Linked DNA regions of Sus scrofa: all the other regions are linked to region 2. The links are chromatin contacts, called in public targeted proximity ligation maps. All regions are on one chromosome and are shown on one strand. The core of a region is the stretch at or near the end of the contact, and the rest is flanking DNA. Distances in the headings are between cores, read along the strand shown.

Region 1 (3,136 bases), core at 491-2,990, 360 kb before region 2:
ACTATTAGTTTCCAGTGAGCAAGGGCCGTATGCTTTAGCCCCTGCAACACACTGTCTTGAAGTCTAAGTTGGGGGCGGGGGCTAGCCGGAGGGAACATGCAGGTGGGTGGTGAGCCTTGTCAGAAACAAATAATTCCACTTTTCGATCCTGAATCATTGGTGTATAAGCTGCTCTATCAAACTAATAAAAGGTCATTGTTACAGGGAAGTGGAATATTTCCATTATATCATCGTGAGAAGCAACTCCTCCAACATGTAGTCATATATCACAGAGACGAGCCTTGTGCCACGAGGCAGGCTGGCAGTCTTTATTTACATTAGACATGGTCCATTTTGAAAGCCCACTGTGGTGGGTAAACTCTAAACTCTGGAAATGGGCAGAGGGGAGCAGGATCTGATGAAAGTTTGAGGGCGCTAGACAAGCTGAAATAAGTCCAGATTTGGTCATCCCTGGCTTCTGATCCAGGGTCTGCTACTCACAGCTGTGTGATATATGGCAAGCTGCTTAACCTCTCTGTGCTTCAATTGCTTTATGTAAGAAATGTTTTAAAAAAACTCATTGTAAGGATAATCATTACATGAGATAATTATGAAGTGTCTGGCGCAAAAGTGGAACCATAAGCATGGGTACTTTGCTAGATCCTTGTCTCAAAGTATATTCAAAGATTTTTTTAAAATTATTTTAGCCAGTAGTTCCCCTTGGGGCTCAGCGGTAACGAACCCGACTAGTATCCATGAGGATGCAGGTTCAATCTCTGGCTTCACTCAGCATTGCCATGAGTTGTAGTGTAGGTCACAGATGAGGCTTGGATCTGGCATTGCTGTGGCTGTGGTGTAAGCTGGCAACGGCAGCTCTGATTGGACCCCTAGCCTGAGAACTTCCATATGCCACAGGTGCAGCCCTAAAAAGATAAAAAAATAAAAATAAAAAAAGTATTTCAGCCAGTTGTGAAAGAGCTACTTTTGGGAAGGACGAACAATGCTATCTGTGTCCAATTTACTAAAATAGAAGTAAAATTCCAAGTAGTTTTCCTCACACTGCTGCACGAGGCAGGCTGGCAATCTTTATTTACATGAGCCGTGGTCCAGTACTCAATACCGTGTAGTAACCTCTGTGGGGAAAAAATACGAAAGGGATCGTGTGTGTGTATAACATTTACTTGCTGGTACACCTGAAACTAACACAACTTTGTACGTCAAAGATACTCCAATAAATTTTTTTGTCTTTGTTTTTTAAGGGCCATACCCAAGGTGTATAGAAGTTCCCAGGCAAGGGGTCCAATCGGAGCTGTAGCTGCCAGCCTATACCACAGCCACAGCAACGCCAGATCCGAGCAGGGTCTGTGACCTAAACCACACTGCCATGAGCTGTGGTTGTGGCTGTGGAGAAGGCCGGCAGCTACAGCTCTGATGAGACCCCTAGCCTAGGAACCTCCATATGCCGCGAGTGTGGCCCTAGAAAAGACAAAAAATAAAAATAAAAAATAAATAAAGATATCAGCAAAAAGCACAGGTATTCTCCCACGGGCTTATAGCCAAGCCAGCTGATAAGCAGGAACTCTGAAGGTTTAAATGAAAAGTCTCCTTGACACTCAGGAAAATATAACTTCCTCCAAAGCTGGTAGAGAAACGCAGGTGCATCTGCTTCATCCAGAAACCCTGCCACTTACAGAAAGAGCATTTCACATCGCTCGAGGCCAGGACATGACTCCCTGGAACACCCACGCCCGGGCCAAGACTTAGGGACGTGACTCATCCCGACTGAACAAGGCAATTTTCTGTGGGGAATACGTGTCTCCAGCCCAGATGTTAGCCAAGTTCTGCTTAATGAAGTAAAGTTCTGTGAGCCTGAACACGTACTGGCAAATGCTTTCAGTTCTCCTTTAAAAACAGTGGGAAACGGCATGATGGATGCGGGGGGCGGGGGCGGGGAGTGTACAGTTGCACCCTCACTTGCCTGGAAGGCAGTGGGTGAATTTCAATGATTTGCACAAAGATCACAGGTCAGGAAGTCACCATTAACTTTAGGCAAGGATTCTACCCTTCCCAAAAAGGTCAGTTTAATTCAAAAGGTGTTTATTAATCATCTACCATGTATAAGAAGGTTCTAAAAAGATGTTTGGGGCTGCCAGGTGGGAAGGCAGGAAGTTGCTATAAAAGGAAATCGACAGAAATGTCAATGAAAGCTCTTCTTCCCTGATAAGCCTTCAATTTTATACGAAAATCTGCCATAGCAACCATGATACGAGGTAGAATACACATGAGCTCAGGAAAGGTTTAAGACACTTTCCGCAGACAGGTAGAAGAAGAAATGATTTAATTCTCACTAGAGAATTCATAGGCACTAGTTTATAAATAATGCCCCCACACACCCTTCATGAATTAAACTAATGCATGATTGCAAACGTATAAGTTGCATACAACTTTTTCAGGCAACAGCTTACCTGCTTAAAACAAAGTATCGATTTACCAGATGTTAGACAGTGAATTATGTTCCCCTCAAAAGATATGTGGGAGTCCTAACCCCTAGGGCCTCAGAATGGGACTTTATTTGGAAATAGGATCTTTACAGATGCCATCGAGTTACAAAGGTTACTAGAGTGGACGCCAACCCAATGTGACTGTGTCTTTATAAAAAGGGGAAATCTGGGCAGGTACAGAAATGCACAGAGGGAAGATTAAGTCCAAAGACACGGGGAGGCGTTCTTGTGGCTCAGCAGGTTAAGGACCTGACCTTGTCTCTGTGAGGATGCGAGTTCCATCCCCGGCCTCGCTCAGCGGGTTAAGGAGCCAGCATTGCTGCAAGCTGCAGTGTAGGTTGCAGATGCCTCTTGGACCCAGTGTGGCTGTGGCTGTGGTGTAGGCCGGCAGCTGAAGCTCCAGTTGGACCCCCCCCTAGCCTGGGAACGTCCATAAGCCATAAGTGTGGCCCTAAAAAAAAGGGGGGGGGATGAAGCTTCTGTAAGTAAGGAAGTGCCAAAGATCCAGGCAAGCACCAGGAGGTGGGAGCAGCCTGTGACACATCCTCCTCACATCCTTCTGAAGGAACCAAACCCACTGACCCATTGATCTCAGACTCCCAGCCTCCAGAACAGAGACAGGATATGAAGGCCCTAGGACACCAACACACCAGGTT
Region 2 (3,143 bases), core at 201-2,700:
ACACTGTTCAATAATAGAATATAAAGAAAATACGTACAGTGCTATTTCAGATTGTAACCTAACACCGAGCACCTCCCATGGTGATACAGTCTAAGGCCGACCACAGAACGGCCACTATAGGAAAGACGATAGGACTGCAAATAAAGTGAATATATCCAATTTATGTACAAACTTTAATGTAATGGCCTAATCCATGAGTAATAATGGGACAAAGGACACTAAAAAGAAGTCATTAGATTATTAAGCAAAAATTGAACATTGTTCCAAAATAACTATAGGAACAAAGATATTTGATGTTTAAAAAAATGATTTTTCCCTATAAATATAATTTACACGGGCTCTAGACTTTTCTTTCTACAGATGTGCCTGCGGCATATGGAAGTTCCTGGGCTAAGGTTTGATATGGAGCTTCAGCTGCCAGCCTACATGGCAGCCACAGCAACACCGGATCCAAGCCACATCTGTGACCTACACTTCAGCTTGTGGCAACACCAAATCCTTAACCCACTTAGCAAGGCCATGGACTGAGCTGGCATCCGCATGGACACTATGTCTGGTTCTTAACCAACTGAGCCACAATGGAGTTGTTAAAAGACTTTTTTCCTTTGCAGCAACATGGATGGAACTAGAGACTCTCATCCTGAGTGAAGAATGTCACAAAAAGAAAGACAAATACCACGTGATATCACTTATATCTGGATCTAATACATGGCACAAAGGAAGCTTTCCACAGAAAAGAAACTCATGGACGTGGAGAACAGACTTGTGGTTGCCAAGGGGGAGGGGGAGGGAGTGGGATGGACGGGGAACTTGGGGTTCATAGATGCAGACTATTGCCTTTGGAATGGATTAGCAATGAGATCCTGCTGTGTAGCGCTGGGAACTATGTCTCGTCACTTAGGATTTTAGGGGAAGGTAGTTTTCACTCAGCCAGTTCTCATATATCTGAGAAACTTCCAAGTTTCTTTCTTTTTTGTCTTTTCAGAGCCTCACCTGCAGCATATGCAAGTTCCCAGGCTAGTGGGCGAATCAGAATGTAGCTGCCAGCCTATACCACAGCCACAGCAACCCCAGATCTGAGTAGCATCTCAGATGATGGAGCAGGATAATGTGAGAAGAAAGAATGTACACATGTATGTGTGACTGGGTCACCGTGCTGTACAGTGGAAAACTGAAAGAACACTGTAAACCAGCTATAATGAAAAAAATTTAAAAAAACAAAAGGCTTTTTTCTTAAACCCTAAACCCTATTTTAAAACAAGTAGACAATGATGATGATATAGCAAATAAAGCTATAATGAAACTGTGTCTTGGGGAGTTCCCCAGTGGCTCAGCAGGCTGAGGATCTGGCACAGGTTCAATCCCTGGCCTGTAACTTCCACACGCTGCGGGAGTGGCCCAGAAAAAAAATAAAGTAAATGCTGACTCACCCCTATGTAGCTAAAGAAAATAAAGATAAATGTAATAGAGAGCACGGATGTTCTGGAGCTCCAGTGCCTGGGCCTGAATCCGGGCGCTGCCACTTAGTAGCTGTGTGACCATAGGAAATTACTTAATCTCTGTGTCATCTGAGAGCTAAGGATAACAGTAATTAATTCACGAGGTTATTGTGCAGACTAAATTAGCTAACACACGTAGAGATCTTAGAACAATGTCGGACACATAATGTGCTCAATAAATGTTAAACTATTTTCATTAGAATAAATGCATAACAATACTTTATCCAAAATGAATACACAATAACTTTTAAAAGAAATATTTAACATAAAATGTTGAATTTGAGGATCCGTTGAATATACCACCACGAGTCCACGACGATTGCTAAAGATACAGCTCAACATGGCCTTGCCGTGTGTTAAAATAACACCATGTTTCACCACTCCAAGCAAGACTCCCTCCACTGTACCGAGGGGCAAATGCTGCCGTGGATGCCAGCGATGGTAAGAGACTCCAGAAAACCACGCATCTCGGGACTGACAAAATGTCAAGGGACAAAACTGAGACGTGGGCAGTAGAGTTACTGCAGACGTGCTGCCTTAAAAGCAAGACGGTAAACTTGAAGTCTGATTTTCTGCCTTCTGGGAGGGGAGACATACTTCCCAGAGGAGCGGCCACTGATATAAGTTTAGCCTCTCACTCACTCTCTTTTTTCCCTCTTCTGGCCACCCCGGGGCATACGGAGGTCCCGGGCCGGGATAAGATCCTTGCCGCAGCTGGGACCTACGCAAACTGTGCCGGGCCTGCTGCAGAGACGCCGCCAGCCCCACTGTGCCACGGCTAGGTTTGGCTCCTCTTCAACTACCAATCCCCGCACTGGGAGCCAGAGCCTCCCAGGACCACATCCTGCCATGTCTGCCAGGCACAAGGAAAGCCACCAAGAGTCCTGTTGTCACTGTCCCAGGAGAAAGAAAGGCGAAAGAATAGATGCAACAGAAAGACTGTATTTATAATCAGATTCCGGCTGGTCTGAGAGTCTGGGGATAGAGAAAGGACCCCCGAGGGTTGAGAATATTTACTCTTTTTCCCATTCTTCATCTTGTTTAATTCTCCCCGCCACCTGTTCCATATTAGAAACCTGTGGGAGTTCCCAATGTGGCTTAATGGTAATGAACCCGACTAGCGTCCTTGAGGACATGGGTTCGATCCCTGGCCTCGCTCAGAGAGTTAAGGATCTGTAGGTCACAGATGCTACTCAGATCTGGGGTTGCTGTGGCTGTGGTATATAGGCTGGCAGCTACATTCTGATTTGCCCACTAGCCTGGGAACTTGCATATGCTGCAGGTGAGGCCCTGAAAAGACAAAAAAGAAAGAAAGAAACTTGGAAGTTTCTCAGATATATGAGAACTGGCTGAGTGAAAACTACCTTCCCCTAAAATCCTAAAATCTTCCAAGTTAGATGTTATGATTTTAACAGACTTCCCTACCAGAATGAAAACTGCATGCACGGCAAAATTTTAGAGAGATGTCATTTAAAAAAAAAAAAAAAATTCTGCTGCTCAAGTTGAAAGCCAGATGAGTTGCAGCCTTGACTCCGCCATGGATGGACCACCCGTGTCAAGGCCCTGGGTGGGAAGATGCCTGTGTGCTACCAGAATGTTCGCTCTTCCTCCAGGGCATACAGGTCCCCGCATTCCCAGGTCCCT
Region 3 (3,122 bases), core at 577-3,076, 320 kb before region 2:
ATGGAAAAGTGAGGTGACATGTGAGGTGGACAGGGGGCTCAAAGAACCTTTGATGCACAAAGTCTTACTTGGCAAGGAGGATGTGGGGGGAGGGGAGGAAGGGGCACTTTCGTGGCTTTGTGTAACTATTCCCCAAGAGAAAGAAAACGCTATTTTTTCCCAACAAATCTGATGTCCTTGTGCCCTACTGCCCTCGTTGAGATCAGTTACAAAGAAAACCTTCCCCAAGGTGATCTGGGCCTTTGGCTCTCCCTTCAAACTGTTCTGCAGAATGCTTTTGATGTGTCCATCCTAGCTCCCTGGATTCGTTTTCCTTGGCTCAGTTGACGGTCAAGTAGTTTGAAAAGTAGTGTCTTTCTTAAGTGGCCCTTTTCAAGGAGTTTCTCACTGATGTAGATGTTGCAGCATCAAGCTGTTTGCATATTTATAAAATGTCACTTCAGTCATGGGACTGCTCCTGAGGCTGACAGTAGGGCAGGGGGATTGCTGTCTCAGGGTTTTGCCCACTAGTGGGGGGTGTGAGGGGTTCATCTAAAGGCAGAATAGACACAAAGGCGGGAAAGGGGGGCCTCTTTTACTTACTCATTCACAAGTCCGTTATTTCACAAGTGCAGAAGGAGCCCCACCTCTGGGCTAAGTTCTGTTCAACAGAAGCATCAAGATGCTTGCAGAAGGAAAGGAAAGGCAGACACAGGTAAGTTACCAGAGATGAACCCTACGAGGAAGGTATGCACTTGGGTTCTTCTGAGTCCTTTTTCTCTAAAAGGTGGGGAGTCATCTAGAATGTATTGAAAGGAAAAAACTTAATTTACAATATCTGCCAGACTCCCTGGTATAAATATTCCCACTGAATAACAGCAAATTTCAAGTTCCCAGGGTGGCCTCTCTGAACGCAGAGTGAGGAAGGCGCGTGGTTGGTGGCACACCCTTATGCCCACTATGCAGGTGCAAGGGACATAACTACCCCTCGCTCAGTGAGTTAAGGAACCAGCATTGCTGCAGGCTGCAGTGTAGGTTACAGATAAGACTCAGATCTGACATTGCTGTGGCACAGGCTGGATACTATAGCTCCAATTCAACCCCTAGTCCAGAAACTTCCATCTGCTGCAAGTGCAGCCATTAAAAAAGAAAAGAAGAGAAAAGAAAAGAAGAGACGAGAAAAGAAAAAAGAGAAGAGAAGAAAAGAAAAGAAAAGAAAAGAAAAGAAAAGAAAAGAAAAGAAAAGAAAAAAGAAAAGAAAAAAGAAATACTCAGACACAGCAAAAATAGGAAGCATTCACCTGTGGTTTCCTTAGAGCTGTGATAACTGCTTGCTCTAAATCATCCACTCCTTGTGGGAATTGGTTAGGTCTCAGGATTTAGCTCTAGGCTGTCATCAAGTATCCAGTCCCCCTTCTCCCCTGTAACAGAACCTCAGTATTGCTTACGTCCCATCTCAAAGGACAACGTGTACCAGCCCCTCTGCATCCAGGCGTGGTCCTCTGAGCTCCCACCAAGAATGAGCAAGATGTAGTGTGATTTAGGGGGGGTGGAAGAGCTTCCAGAAAGGCAGCTTAATAGAAGTGGAAGGGAGGGAGGGGCTGCCTTTCATCCTCTTCCTCTTCTCTGCCCTCTGAAATACGGATGTGATCTCCCCAACGCCCACTGATAACTTGACCATGAGGTCAGCATGAAATTTAAGCAAACCACCAGCTGGGGTAGTGGAAAAAAAAGAGAGAAGGAGCCTGGGTCCCTGGTGGACGTGGAGCAGCCAGCCCAACCCTCAGCTGCAGGCACCCACTCCTTTGGGACAAGAGAGAAACATCTCTTAGCTCACTCACGCCACGCCATGGTGAGTCAGAGTGCTCTGTGATAAGAAGCCAAACCCATCCAAACCAGTGCCAGTGCCGCCCTCCTCCTCTGCAGGGCAGAAACAAAGGGTCATCAGAAACTCATAGTTTATCTGAAGGCAGCACTCCTGCTGTTCTTCCATCAATTCATCCAAGGACTGTTTGCTGAGGTTCTGTTTACTAAGCATCCCAGAGGCATTTCTGTTCCTAAGGTTCCCAATGCAGTTTAGGATGGAAGATAAAACCCAACTTTATCCCAACATAAGGCAACAGGTCCCAAGCAGGTGAATCTCACCGGATGGAAGTCAGCCAGTGTCAAAGTCTCAGAACTGGACACTATGTGGTCTTTCCTTCCTCTTGAAGGGCTCAGGATAGAAACCTGGAAGAGCTGTGACAGAGAGGCGAGTGCGCGCACGCGTGTGTGTGTGTGCGCGTGCGCGTGTGTGTTAGGGGAAGGGAGAGAGAGAGATACAGAAGAAAAGTGCGAGACTGCAGAGAAATGCAACTGAATTAGCATCAAAAGCACCATGACTCTTATTAACACATTTAAACACTAACTCATCTGCACTGAAAGGTTGTTAAAACTCTAGCCGTCATAGCGAAAAACGTAGCATAACAGCTCAACTCCGTATAATTTTATTCTCTTCCATAAAAACGAAATGTTGAGTGAATAACTAAAAGTGACTGGGTTTATGTTTATGTAAGACTTTTCACATAATTAGACTCACCAATCTGTACACTTCATTTTCAGCAGAGCCTCCGGTTTGGGTGTCGAAAGAGGAATCACCTTAATCTCAAGATAGACCCATCGAATTCTGGGAAACGCCTGAAAATAACTGGGAATCTCCCCAGAAAAAAAGACGTCTCTTTTTGATGATACTTATTCACAAACTCATATATCTGAGTAAGGATTGTTCGAAAATAATATTGCCTCTCAAGAAGAAAACCCTCTAACCACACGTGTAGGTCAGCGTTGGTGATCGGCAAGATCACACACTTTGCCCTGAAAGTCCACCGTCTTTTTCAAGAGCACGTTAATGACCTCTGCCTGTGAGAGTGTGAGGCGCACAGTCTTTTTTTCCAAAAATCAAAAATGACAATAATGAAACCAGGCAGCTGCTGCCCCCAGGAATATAACAACCTCTCCCCGCTCCCTGGAATTTGCCGGAATCACCCTGCTTGAGCTCATCTCATTCAAATGAGTGGATCCCTCCCCCTGCCCCAGCAATCTGGGTGAGTTTCCCATCTATTAGCTGAATTATTCAGATGTTTTCCCACAACGGCGCTAGCAGT

Evidence for each region.
Region 1: a targeted proximity ligation map of alveolar macrophages shows a contact between it and region 2. A contact is called at or near these places in 2 of 47 Hi-C or Micro-C datasets (embryonic fibroblasts and retroperitoneal adipose tissue) and 1 of 2 datasets of targeted methods (alveolar macrophages).
Region 3: a contact with region 2 is called in a targeted proximity ligation map of alveolar macrophages. A contact is called at or near these places in 1 of 5 promoter capture datasets (liver), 14 of 47 Hi-C or Micro-C datasets (embryonic fibroblasts, epiblast stem cells, fibroblasts and 8 more) and 1 of 2 datasets of targeted methods (alveolar macrophages).

Annotation. Positions count from the first base shown.
Region 1 is chr3:127,839,880-127,843,015 of Sscrofa11.1, reverse strand. No RefSeq gene overlaps it. Among named protein-coding and RNA genes, the nearest start is that of ID2, 340 kb to the right of the region's middle.
Region 2 is chr3:127,478,983-127,482,125 of Sscrofa11.1, reverse strand. No RefSeq gene overlaps it. Among named protein-coding and RNA genes, the nearest start is that of ID2, 23 kb to the left of the region's middle.
Region 3 is chr3:127,802,980-127,806,101 of Sscrofa11.1, reverse strand. No RefSeq gene overlaps it. Among named protein-coding and RNA genes, the nearest start is that of ID2, 300 kb to the right of the region's middle.